2 separate regions of the Rattus norvegicus genome follow, and region 1 is linked to region 2. Evidence: chromatin contacts called from public Hi-C data. All regions are on one chromosome and are shown on one strand. Each heading gives the region's core, a stretch centred on a gene start, on an enhancer-like site or on the middle of the called end of the contact. The rest is flanking DNA. Distances are from core to core; before and after follow the strand shown.

Evidence for each region. A called contact is a pair of places that touch in the nucleus more often than the background predicts.
Region 1: a Hi-C map of frontal cortex shows a contact between it and region 2, with 1.6 times the contacts expected there. The contact joins two enhancer-like sites.

Annotation. Positions count from the first base shown.
Region 1 is chr1:194,261,497-194,266,582 of GRCr8, reverse strand. The region is part of intron 2 of Fgfr2 (fibroblast growth factor receptor 2); the gene reads left to right. Among named protein-coding and RNA genes, the nearest start is that of Fgfr2, 17 kb to the left of the region's middle. Within about 2 kb of position 2,027, at least 8 of the 93 cell types and tissues checked have an H3K27ac peak or open chromatin away from gene starts, as enhancers often do.
Region 2 is chr1:194,180,403-194,185,633 of GRCr8, reverse strand. It overlaps Fgfr2 (fibroblast growth factor receptor 2), which reads left to right. Exons shown (of 18, transcript NM_001109892.1): 15 at 690-760; 16 at 2,439-2,576; 17 at 4,432-4,537. Among named protein-coding and RNA genes, the nearest start is that of Fgfr2, 98 kb to the left of the region's middle. Within about 2 kb of position 2,528, at least 18 of the 93 cell types and tissues checked have an H3K27ac peak or open chromatin away from gene starts, as enhancers often do.

The DNA of each region.
Region 1 (5,086 bases), core at 778-3,277, 81 kb before region 2:
CGAGCTGTGGCTGCTTTAGGCACTGGGATTCTTGGACCTGTGTGTAGTTTGGTGTTAGAGCCCCTATTCCCAGCATCTGGGGGGTGGGCGGTGGGGGCTGGGGAGTATGATAACTCAGCCCACTGCTATAGGGACTTCGTGTGTGTGTGTGTGTGTGTGTGTGTGTGTGTGTGTGTGTGTGTGTATTCATTGAATGGGTGAATAGCAGGTGTGCAGGTGTTGTCCACCTTGGTTTTATTGACAGGGTCTCTCACTGACCGGGAGCTTACAATGTAGGCTAAGCTGGCTGGTCAGCAGGCCCCTGAGATGTATCTGTCTCTCTCACCACAGCTAGCTTTTTTTTTTTTTTTTTTTTTTAATGTGGGTTCTGAGGAATTAAAGTCATGCTTGCAAGGCAAGCACTTTGTGGACTGAGGTATCTGTCAGCTCAGCCCCCAAAGGTACAGTAAACTGTAGGCCTTTGGCTCACTGGTTTCTTGAAGCAGGTATTAGGCATGGTCTGGAAGAGGAGGCGCCTTCAAGACTTGTGGATGTTTAGTTCCACTTGAGAACTTTGCAGGAATCCTCACTTAGGGAAGCGGCGTATATAAGATGTGACAGATTTGCTCATTTGAAAGAAAACCCTGGTTTGGAGTCAGAGGAAAGTAAGTGGATATTCTCATGGGGCTGTCTCAATCCCCTGCTGACTCATCTACTGACTTGTTAGAATCAGGTTGTGACCCATAAAACCGAGCCCCAGATAGGTGGCCCCTGGCTGGGGCAGAGCTGCAGCTAGAGCACTTGCCCTACTGTGCACAGAGTGCTTCCTCTCAGCGCGTTCCTCATATCAGGGTCTGTGTCTCAGGGACCGAGGGGCCGTTCCACATGGCCTCGTTCATACCCGAGCAGCAAGTCTTAAGCTTTGGTCTTTGGGCAGAGGGTTTCTGAATTGGCAGTGCCCTCCTCATCTGGGAGCCCATGAGCACCCAACCCGAGCACCCAGTCCATGCCCTAGGCTGGCCTTGGATGGAGGTCCTCACACAGCATAAACCTAGGTCACTGCACTCATTTTCCTTCCTCCCAACTTCTTAGAATGTCCCCATGAGACAGTTGGGCGAGGGGGTGACTGAATCTGTGTGTTTTATTTTACATGGATAAAACATAGGTTGTGACATCATGGGGACGGGGTGATGGCATGTGTTATGATAGGAATCAGGAAATCTTACAGGCGAGACATTTGGGTTGGATTTTGAAAACTGCACAGGAATCTCTCAGGTGGAGTAGCAGTTTTGGGTGCAGGGAACAGGGACAGGGGACAGAGGACAGACAGTACCTTCTGACTAGGCAAGCTACTATGTGAATGAACAAGGGAGGAAGGGAAGGGAGAGAGAGAGAGGGAGAGACAGAGAGACAGAGAGACAGAGAGACAGAGAGACAGAGGAGAGAAGGAGTAGGGAGGGAGGCGGGGAGAGACAGAGAGAGAGACAGAGAGAGACAGAGAGAGACAGAGAGACAGAGGAGAGAAGGAGTAGGGAGGGAGGCGGGGAGAGAGACAGAGACAGAGAAAGAGGAGAGAGGGAGTAGGGAGGGAGGGGGAGAGAAACAGAGAGAGAGGAGAGAGGGAGTAGGGAGGGAGGTGGGGAGAGAGACAGAGACAGAGAGAGAGGAGAGAGGGAGTAGGGAGGGATGGGGAGAGAGAGGAATGTGGTGCCTGGGTAATGATGTGAATTAATTTTCTGGAGAGACACTAAAACAGATCTTAAGACTGTATTGGTACAGATGGGGTACGTTCCATTCTGGCCTTCGCCTCTTTGGGTGCCCAATGCTCCCTCTGATGCTGTAGCTAAGGGGAGCAGCCACCTGACTCCAGCCAACTTTCCTGGTGGCCCTTTTCTGTGCATCCAGCCTTACATGGCAAGGTTTGGGGAACAGCGTCCCAAGGAGTCCTGAGGACCTTAGGAAGCTGTGCTTTCTCTTGCAAGTGCGCCTTCAGACGCAGGAGGCCTGGGCCTGGCTGGCCAGACTGTGGATACAGACTGTTCTTTGTGCCTCTGAGCCACGAGTGCTGGGTGCTTTGACATAACTTGTAATGCCAGTTTCTACTTCCTGGGTGCTGTGGAACCTAATGGCTGGGTTCTCCGGGATATACTCTCAGAACAAAAGGCTCCATTTTACAGTTCTTGCTCAAGCAATAACTGGAGGATTTATGTGGCTGCATGGATTTGATATCTTCTTGCGTCTCGGTGGCCCAGAGGTGGTTCCAGTCTTGGGAGCGTAGGAACCGAGTGCAGGTGTCTCTGCCACTTGGACACTATCGTGTCATGACAGGATTGGATGGGAGAGGCGTGCAGGTGGGCACAGGGTGAAGCCACTGAGTCCAGGTATTGGGTGATACAGTGAGGACATTCTTGGGCCCTTTTGCCTTTCTGCATTTTTATTTTCTCCTGGGCTCAAGCATAATTTCTTTCAAACATGGAGGACTGTCCACCCTGTTTCTCAAAGCCAAACCTAAATTACGAGGGGTGGGCCTGAGTACGTAATATGTAATGGTTCCCATATTGGAAGCATTTGCTACCTTCTAGTCCTCTCTGACGGGCGGCTTGAGCCAGCCCGGAGTTTCTGGGGCCATCAGGCTACTGCAGCTGAAGTAGCTGTTGGCGGGAGTGATGCTGACAGGACACGTGTCTGAAGAGATGCTCCAGCTATTGGTTGTAAGCAGAAAGCCTGAGCGGCCTGCTCCCCTCTCTCCTCTCCCCGGCCTCACCCCACCCCTCCCCGTTTTTTATGCAGCAGTAGTTCTTGAGGTTGAAAACTTCCACCTTTGTCCTGTGTGGCTGTTGTCCCCCTCCTCTCTTTAAGGATGCGTTGTACTGGGGCCTTAGAAGGATGGCATCAGGATGTGCAAGTTGGCACCTGTAAAGGGGAAGCTTTGAAAGCGTAGGAGCTGTAGCAGCCTGCTCTAGGGTGTCGTCTTTGTGTCTGAGGAGAGGCTACCAGAGGAGGTTCTTCCTGACTCCACCAAAGGACCCCATTGTCCTTAATATCTTTATACTGAGCTCTGGTGCCAGCTCCATGCCGACCGTGCCGTGCAAAAAAAAAAAAAAAAAACAAAAAACAAAAAACAAAAAAATACCAAAAAAAACCCCAATAAAACAAAACAAAAACAAAAACAAAACAAAAAACAAAAAACAAAAAATGAACAGGAGGGGCTCTTCCAAGGTCCCAGTCGAGCCAGGTGTCACAGGTTTCTAAAAGCATGGGTGGGCACCCCAGTACCGTGTGCCCTGCGTTCTGGGCATCCTTGATTTGAAGTTACAAAGAGCCTTTCAAGTTCTGTCCACTGTTCTGTGGCCAGTGAACACAGCTCACCAGGCCTGTGGAGTGGCCACTGCAGGGCATCTTTATGGCTCGGAGGGCAGAGTGGGTCAACCCACTGCCACTCACCTGTTATGAACCCAGTGTCCTATGACTTTGCAGTGACATTTGGCAGCTTAATCCCCATTCTCTGTAAAGACTTTTGGCAGTCCTGTGGCTGTGGTGTTTATTTGTCTTGTACTAGATGGCATCGTCTGGGAGAACACCAGGCCACGGTATTGTTTTCTCCTCAGTGCTCCTGTGCGATCCTGCTGGGCTAGAGGTGTGCTGGAAGCTGGGGACAGTTTAGCTGGGCAGTCCAGTCCCTTGACAGGACAAGCCTGCTGGGACTGCCCTTTCTCCACCACCCTCCTCCTCTCCTCTCCCCTCCCCTCCTCTCCCCTGCTCTTCTCTCCTCTCCTCTCCTCTCCTCTCCCCTCCCCTCCCCTGCTCTTCTCTCCTCTCCTCTCCTCTCTCTCCTCTCCTCTCCCCTCCCCTCCTCTCCCCTCCCCTCCCCTCCCCTCCCCTGCTCTTCTCTCCTCTCCTCTCTCTCCTCTCCCCTCCCTTTCCCTCCCCTCCCCTCCCTTCCCTTCCCCTCCTCTCCTCTCCTCATCTCCCCCTTTCCTCCTTGTATTTCTCTCTTCTAGGTGAATCTATTCTGATTCTCTTTTGGGATCAGATTGTGGGGAGACCCCCTAAGTGGGCCATTTGAGGTACCCCACTGTATCTTTAACTCAGATCCTTTAGACGCTGATGAAGAAGTCATTCTGGGGATACCCTAGATGTGGCTGTTGTGATGTGCTGGGTGATTTGTTGTCCCAGAGGTGGTTGGCAGAAGTGGCTCCCTCTCCCTGAGTGGGAATCTGCCATGCGTTCTGCAGGAGATGATTGGCCAGGACAGGACTTGGACGCCCATCTGTTCTCTGTTTGCACTCGGGCGCCATTTCAGAAACCACACGGGAAAAGTTTATAGGCAAACATTATAAAAAGTGACAGTCTGAAGTGCTGCTATCGTTGGCTTGGCAGCGTAAAGCATTACCTGAAGCAGCCTCTCTCTCACTTCCAGACACTCTAGCTGTTTGGAAGCCTCAAGATGGCCATCCTGATGGTGCTGAGGAAAAACTTGCATTTGTGCGTTGTGAGGCGTCTTAGTCTTGGCTTCATCTACTTCTTGAGGGAGCCCTTTCTAGGGCGACTTCACCCATGGCAGGGTGTCATACCCCTCCCTTCAACTTACAGGAAAGTAAACAGGAGCTGTCACTGTTGACATCAGGTGAGGTGCCACCTAGAGGTTGTGACCTACGTGGATTTGCAGAAGAACTTGGGGAAGGGTCAGGAAGATTCTGCCTCAGTTTCCCTTTTGCCTGGGTCAGAAGCTCCTCATTTCTAAGTTTCTTTGACCTCTCAGGAAATAGTGACTTGGGAGATGTTGGGGAAGAAAGGGGGCTCGTGGCAGGGTGGCAGCCACATATGTGCTTTTTTTTTTTTTTTTGAAAGATAGACTCTCACTACACAGCCCAGGCTGGCTTTGACTGCACTCAGTAATTTAAGTAGGCCTTAAACTTTGAAGCCAATGAAGGCTCTGAACTTAGAGGACCCTCTTAACCCACCCTCCCAAGTGCCCACTGAGACCCACCATGCCCCAACACTGTTGATATTTTCATTATTGACTTTTGAGGCTGTGAAGGACCCTCTTTATGTTTTTGTTTGTTTGTTTTCTGAATATCAGAACAGTCAGTTCACCGAAAAATAT
Region 2 (5,231 bases), core at 1,279-3,778:
ATCTTAGCCATTATGTACAGAGCTAGCTGGAGCTTACTTGTGCCCTAGGGGTAACTTGATGAAACCCATTAGAAAGGCACCTCTTCATTCGGAGTATAAGGTGGATACCCGGGAATGGTATGCAGTGGAGCCGGGGACGCCTGCCACTGGGTGCTAGGTGGTTGCTCAGGTTTGGAGCCTGAATTCAAGACAGGTTGGAGTAGAGAAATGAGAAAGAGACAGGAACCTAAGTCTACTTTCCAGGCTCGGTTCTTAGAACCAGCCAGAAAATCCTAGGACTTGATTTGGGGCCTTAGGTATTTTTTGTTTTTTTAATAGACAAGCAAACAGGGACACCACTGTGCATGTCAACACAGTCATTTCCTCTGCATTCCAGCAAATGCACAGATTTGTCTTCTGAGACCCAGAGTCTCTTTCCACACATTGCAGAAAGGCCCTGTAGGACCTAACCAATCAATGTGGTTCTTGAGTCCTTTATTTTAATTTTTGGCAAGATTAGGCAGCCAGGTATGGGAGCGCAAAAGCTGAGGCAGGAGGACTGCCGAGAGTTTGGGCCTACCTTGGGCCAGTTTAAGTTGTGAGCCTATGTGGCTACAAAAATGAGTCAGTATGATTACACAGGGCATGGTTCTGTTGGGCCTACAGCAGTACTCTTGTAAAACCTACAGAGATTTTACATTTTCTTGCAGGGGCGACTTCCAGTCAAGTGGATGGCTCCTGAAGCCCTTTTTGATAGAGTTTACACTCATCAGAGTGATGTGTAAGTAACTTCTGTCCTTGGCTTATATATGGGTTGAGTTGCAAAAATATTACAGGTCCGACATGTTCACAGAAGGCATGGGAGTTGGGGATCTCAAGTGGCTTGAGTTTATAGTAGACTGGTGCCCAGGGTTTGGTTACTGATCTGCCTACCTTGGGAAGGTGGAGACACCAGCCTCCTGCTGCCATATTGGACGCACCTCTACCTATCACAGATGGCGGATGCTCGCTCAGCCTCTGTCTCATTTGTCGAGTGGGTGGTACGTTCTTCACTCCCTTAAAGAAACCCTCTTAGCTGGGCCTGGAAGTGCATGTGTACACCCTCGTACTCAGGGGTTCAAGACCAACCTACACCACATGTTGTAAGTTCAAGGCTAACCAGGAATATGTAGTGTGAACCTATCTTTTTAAAGATTAGAAAGAAAAGACTGAAGCCCTTCCAATTTAGGAATATATGATTCTTCTCTGGCCCAGGCTTGTCCTGAGAGGTTGATGCTGAATGAGGCATGATCAGTTGGGATGACCACCACATTTACTAGCTGTGGTTACTATATAATATTTTAAGTCTTGTCTTAGCCTCTGATAACATTCTAGAAATACGATAGAAATTACGTGATTTTTTTTTCTGATGATTCATGTAAACTACTGTTAGAGCCAGACTCTAACTGATGTTGTAGATTGGAAAATTTAGCTGAAAGATGTTACTGGGAGAAACTGCTAGTTCCTGTGGGTTTATAATTATTCCAAAAGACAACAGGGTCTTTTGTTGTTGTTGTTTTGTTTTTCTTTTTGTTTTTAGTTTGGAAGGGCTGGGGTTTTGTTTGTTCGGTTTTTTTGGTTTTTTGTTTTCTGATGCAGCGTTCTTGTTCCCACTAACCTTCCTAGGAGGAAAGAGTTCTTACTTGTGTGTGGATGCACTGAGGCTCTGGGCTGCTTTTGCCTGTATTGTGACCCTTACTTGGTAGAAAACCAGGGACAGTGTCAATGTTGAAGCTGACCTTACAGGGTCACGGCGCATGAATTTTCAGAACTGCAGGACCCAAATAACCTGTGGTTCTCTGATCAATTATATCATAGACTTGAGTGCACCACACTCGGTTGGGGAAATGCAGATGTGGATCTCTGTGAAATCAAGCACAGAGGTCTTCTCACTCTCTGCTGTCTGAGGTTCTTCTCTTGGGGTGTGAACTTTCTCCATGCTAATCCCAGCCCTGCGCTGGCTCCCTTCACATCATACTAAGTCACAGAATCTGCCCTGCTGGAGCCCTACCAGCCATCCAGGGCAGGCATCCTCTCACAGAGTCAGCTTTTCTAGCCTTATTTTGTCATCTGTAGATCAGGTTCCTATGTCAGCTACAAAGCGGGATGGGTGATTTAGAGAGAAGAAGCCTCAAGTCGAGGAGTCAAGACACCACCACCCCCGCCCCCCACATGACTATCACCACATAAAAGACAAAGAGCTTTGTCTATCGATGGAAAATTCCATCAGACCGTCCACATGTCGTCCTCATTTAGGGAGGCTCCTTGGGGGTCACGAAAGGGCATGCAGGATGGATTGCGGGAGGGCTCATTTGTCTATGGATGTAAGAAGTGAGCGGGTGTTTATTTTTTAACTGACATGTTTAGTTTTCTGCAGTCTGGATGCATTACTAATGCTATGTTTTCTCTTCTCTTTGCAGCTGGTCCTTCGGGGTGTTAATGTGGGAGATCTTCACTTTAGGGGGTTCACCCTACCCAGGGATTCCCGTGGAGGAACTTTTTAAGCTGCTCAAAGAGGGCCACAGGATGGACAAGCCCACCAACTGCACCAATGAACTGTAAGGGCTATAGCCACCCCTGCTGACAGTGTAGTGGGCTCACCACATCTGTCCTCTCTCCAGACGTGTCTTGGGTTCCTCAGGCTCCCGTTCCCTAAATATGCTCTAAGCAGAAGAATTGCTGCCGCCGCCTGGGTTCAATGGCGGTACTGAGTTAGATACACAGACAGCCATGGCTTAGCCAAAAGAGTGTATGGAGTGGCCTTAAATCTGGCTGCCCACGGGAAGGGAGAACCACACTTCGACAGGAACACTCTATAGGTCAGGCACTGAGCTAGAATGCCACAGGGCTGCCCCTGTAGAATGTACAAGGTTGTTCACAGCACTGGCAATGCCAAGTAGGAAATGAACTCCTTCCAAAGCACCTTTAACCATTGATAATCATCATGACAGCTAGGCATGGTGGCTCATACCTACAATCCCAGCATTATGGAGGCTAGAGCAGGAAAGCAAGGTTGAGGCCAGCCTGGGGTACAGAATGAGGCCCTTTTCTTGATAAAATAAAATGAAAATAAGTTAAAAAAAATTTTTTAACAAAGTGATGGGAATGGGGAGATAGCTCATTTGGTAAAGTGATTACCACACAGGCACGAGGACCTGAGTTCATTCCTAACATCCACATAAAAAGCTGGGTACAGTGGTGTGTGTGCTTGTAATTCCATAGACTGCAAGGTGGAGATGAGCAACTTGGAGCTTGCTAGCCAGCCAGCCTAGCCTAAAACATCGAACTTCAAGTCTCAGTGAGGGACCTTAGCTAAGAGAATAAGGTAGATGGTTTCTGAGGAACAATATCCATAGTTGACCTCCAACCCCCAAATGTACATGCATGCCAACATGTGTGTGCATGAACACACATGTATGCAGAGGCACACAAATAACACACAGACTTGTGAGCATGCAAGAACAAAAAAATAGGGAGGATAGGAAAGTTGCCATTCCATCAACCACATTTCCTCTGACTGAATGGATTGCCGTGTTTGCCTACTCATATTTTAAAGCAGGGGACTGAGAGTTTATCCTGGTGCCATCACTGAGGTACTATTTCTGAGTATGAAAATGTGAGCTGGTTTCTAGGAATGCCTTTCTCACACTGTAAGAGAAATTGTGTTGTGTTAATGACGCGTGCCTTGTGCAGTGAGGTGCTGCTTCTCCTCTGGGGCAAACTAAGAAAGTGATTGTCCCAGAGACTGCCTTCTATTGTGTGCTTCTTCATGGGGATTTTAGAGCAGTAATCCCATGAGCACTTTCTGGTGTACAGTGGAGGGCTAATGAATGGCCACCGTTTATAGCGTATTATATAAAGGCATGTATTGTGCGCCCCGTGTTCCTGTCGCTTTTTCTAACATAGAGGGTCTGTCGAAACTCATAATCAAGATAAGGCGGGAAGCTTGGACTATCCCAAGAGTTAGTCAGGAAGTTAGTGCAAAGCTCTGTGGTGCCAGATTAGTTTGCATAAACCTTCTCGCTATGGTTTCTGAATTTTTTTTTTTTTAAACTGAGGAACTTTTGTCAACAGACTTTTTAAAACAAAACCGGAAGTGTAGTTCAGGCCGGAGTGTTTGGAGAGGGAGAAGAGAGGCAGGCGGTAAACGTGTCTTCTTCCGCTCTCTAGAGGATGCTGAAAAGTATCCAGCGTAGTGGTAGGTCACACTGTCACAGAGATAGCACATGTGTACACCTGTCTGGGTGCAGAGCAGTGTTCTGGGTATGGAGAAGTTTCTGTAGTGGTAGATGGTGGTGCATGTAATTATATTTTACTATCTAGGCCATGTCTCCATGCCAGCTGTTAAAAGCAATCACATCTGTACATCACGTGCTTAACGACATTGGTTCACCAGAGAAATCCTTTTCCCAGGTACATGATGATGAGGGACTGCTGGCATGCTGTACCCTCACAGAGGCCCACGTTTAAGCAGTTGGTGGAAGACTTGGATCGAATTCTGACTCTCACAACCAATGAGGTAAAAGCGCCCCTCCAGAAGCTCAGAGGCCCTGCTTGGGTCAGGCAGAGTTAAACCCCCGCTCCATTTTAGTCGGGTGTTATTTTTCCCTCCCAGAACTGAACTTTGAGAATTCTGACTCCCAAGGCTGGAGGCTGAGGCCCAGGGCGTCTGGGTAGACAGAGGAAGAGATGGAAATGTTTTGTGGTAGTGTTTTGGTGTGCGTGGGAAGGTGCTGGCATGTAACATGGGCCCTGGGTTCTACATCCTGGTGGGTGGCTCGTGTGAATGCTCAGTGGCTGACCAGCTTGATGGAAGGCAGTGACATTCTGTCCTTCCCACATGTCACTTGCCTTATGTGATCCTGTCTGGGAAGGCATGTGGCTTGGATCTTTCTGTGTGACATATGTGTCACACATATAATGAATGACTTACATTATATAATTCTGTAATGAGTGACAGGATTTTTAAGTGACAATTGGTGCCTATAGTTAAAATATTTGTCTTAGGGGTGGGGTTGAGCTGGTTGTCAGTAGCGGGCTAGCCACACAAGCGTGAGTTTGATGCCCAGTATTCATACGGAAAACCTGGTGTGATGGGCTTCTCCTGTAATCCCAGCATTGGGGAGGCAGAGACTGGTGGATTCCTGAAATTCAATGGCCAGCTAACCTAACCCAGTAGGCAAGCTTCAAGTCCCAAGAGAGCTCCTGTCTCA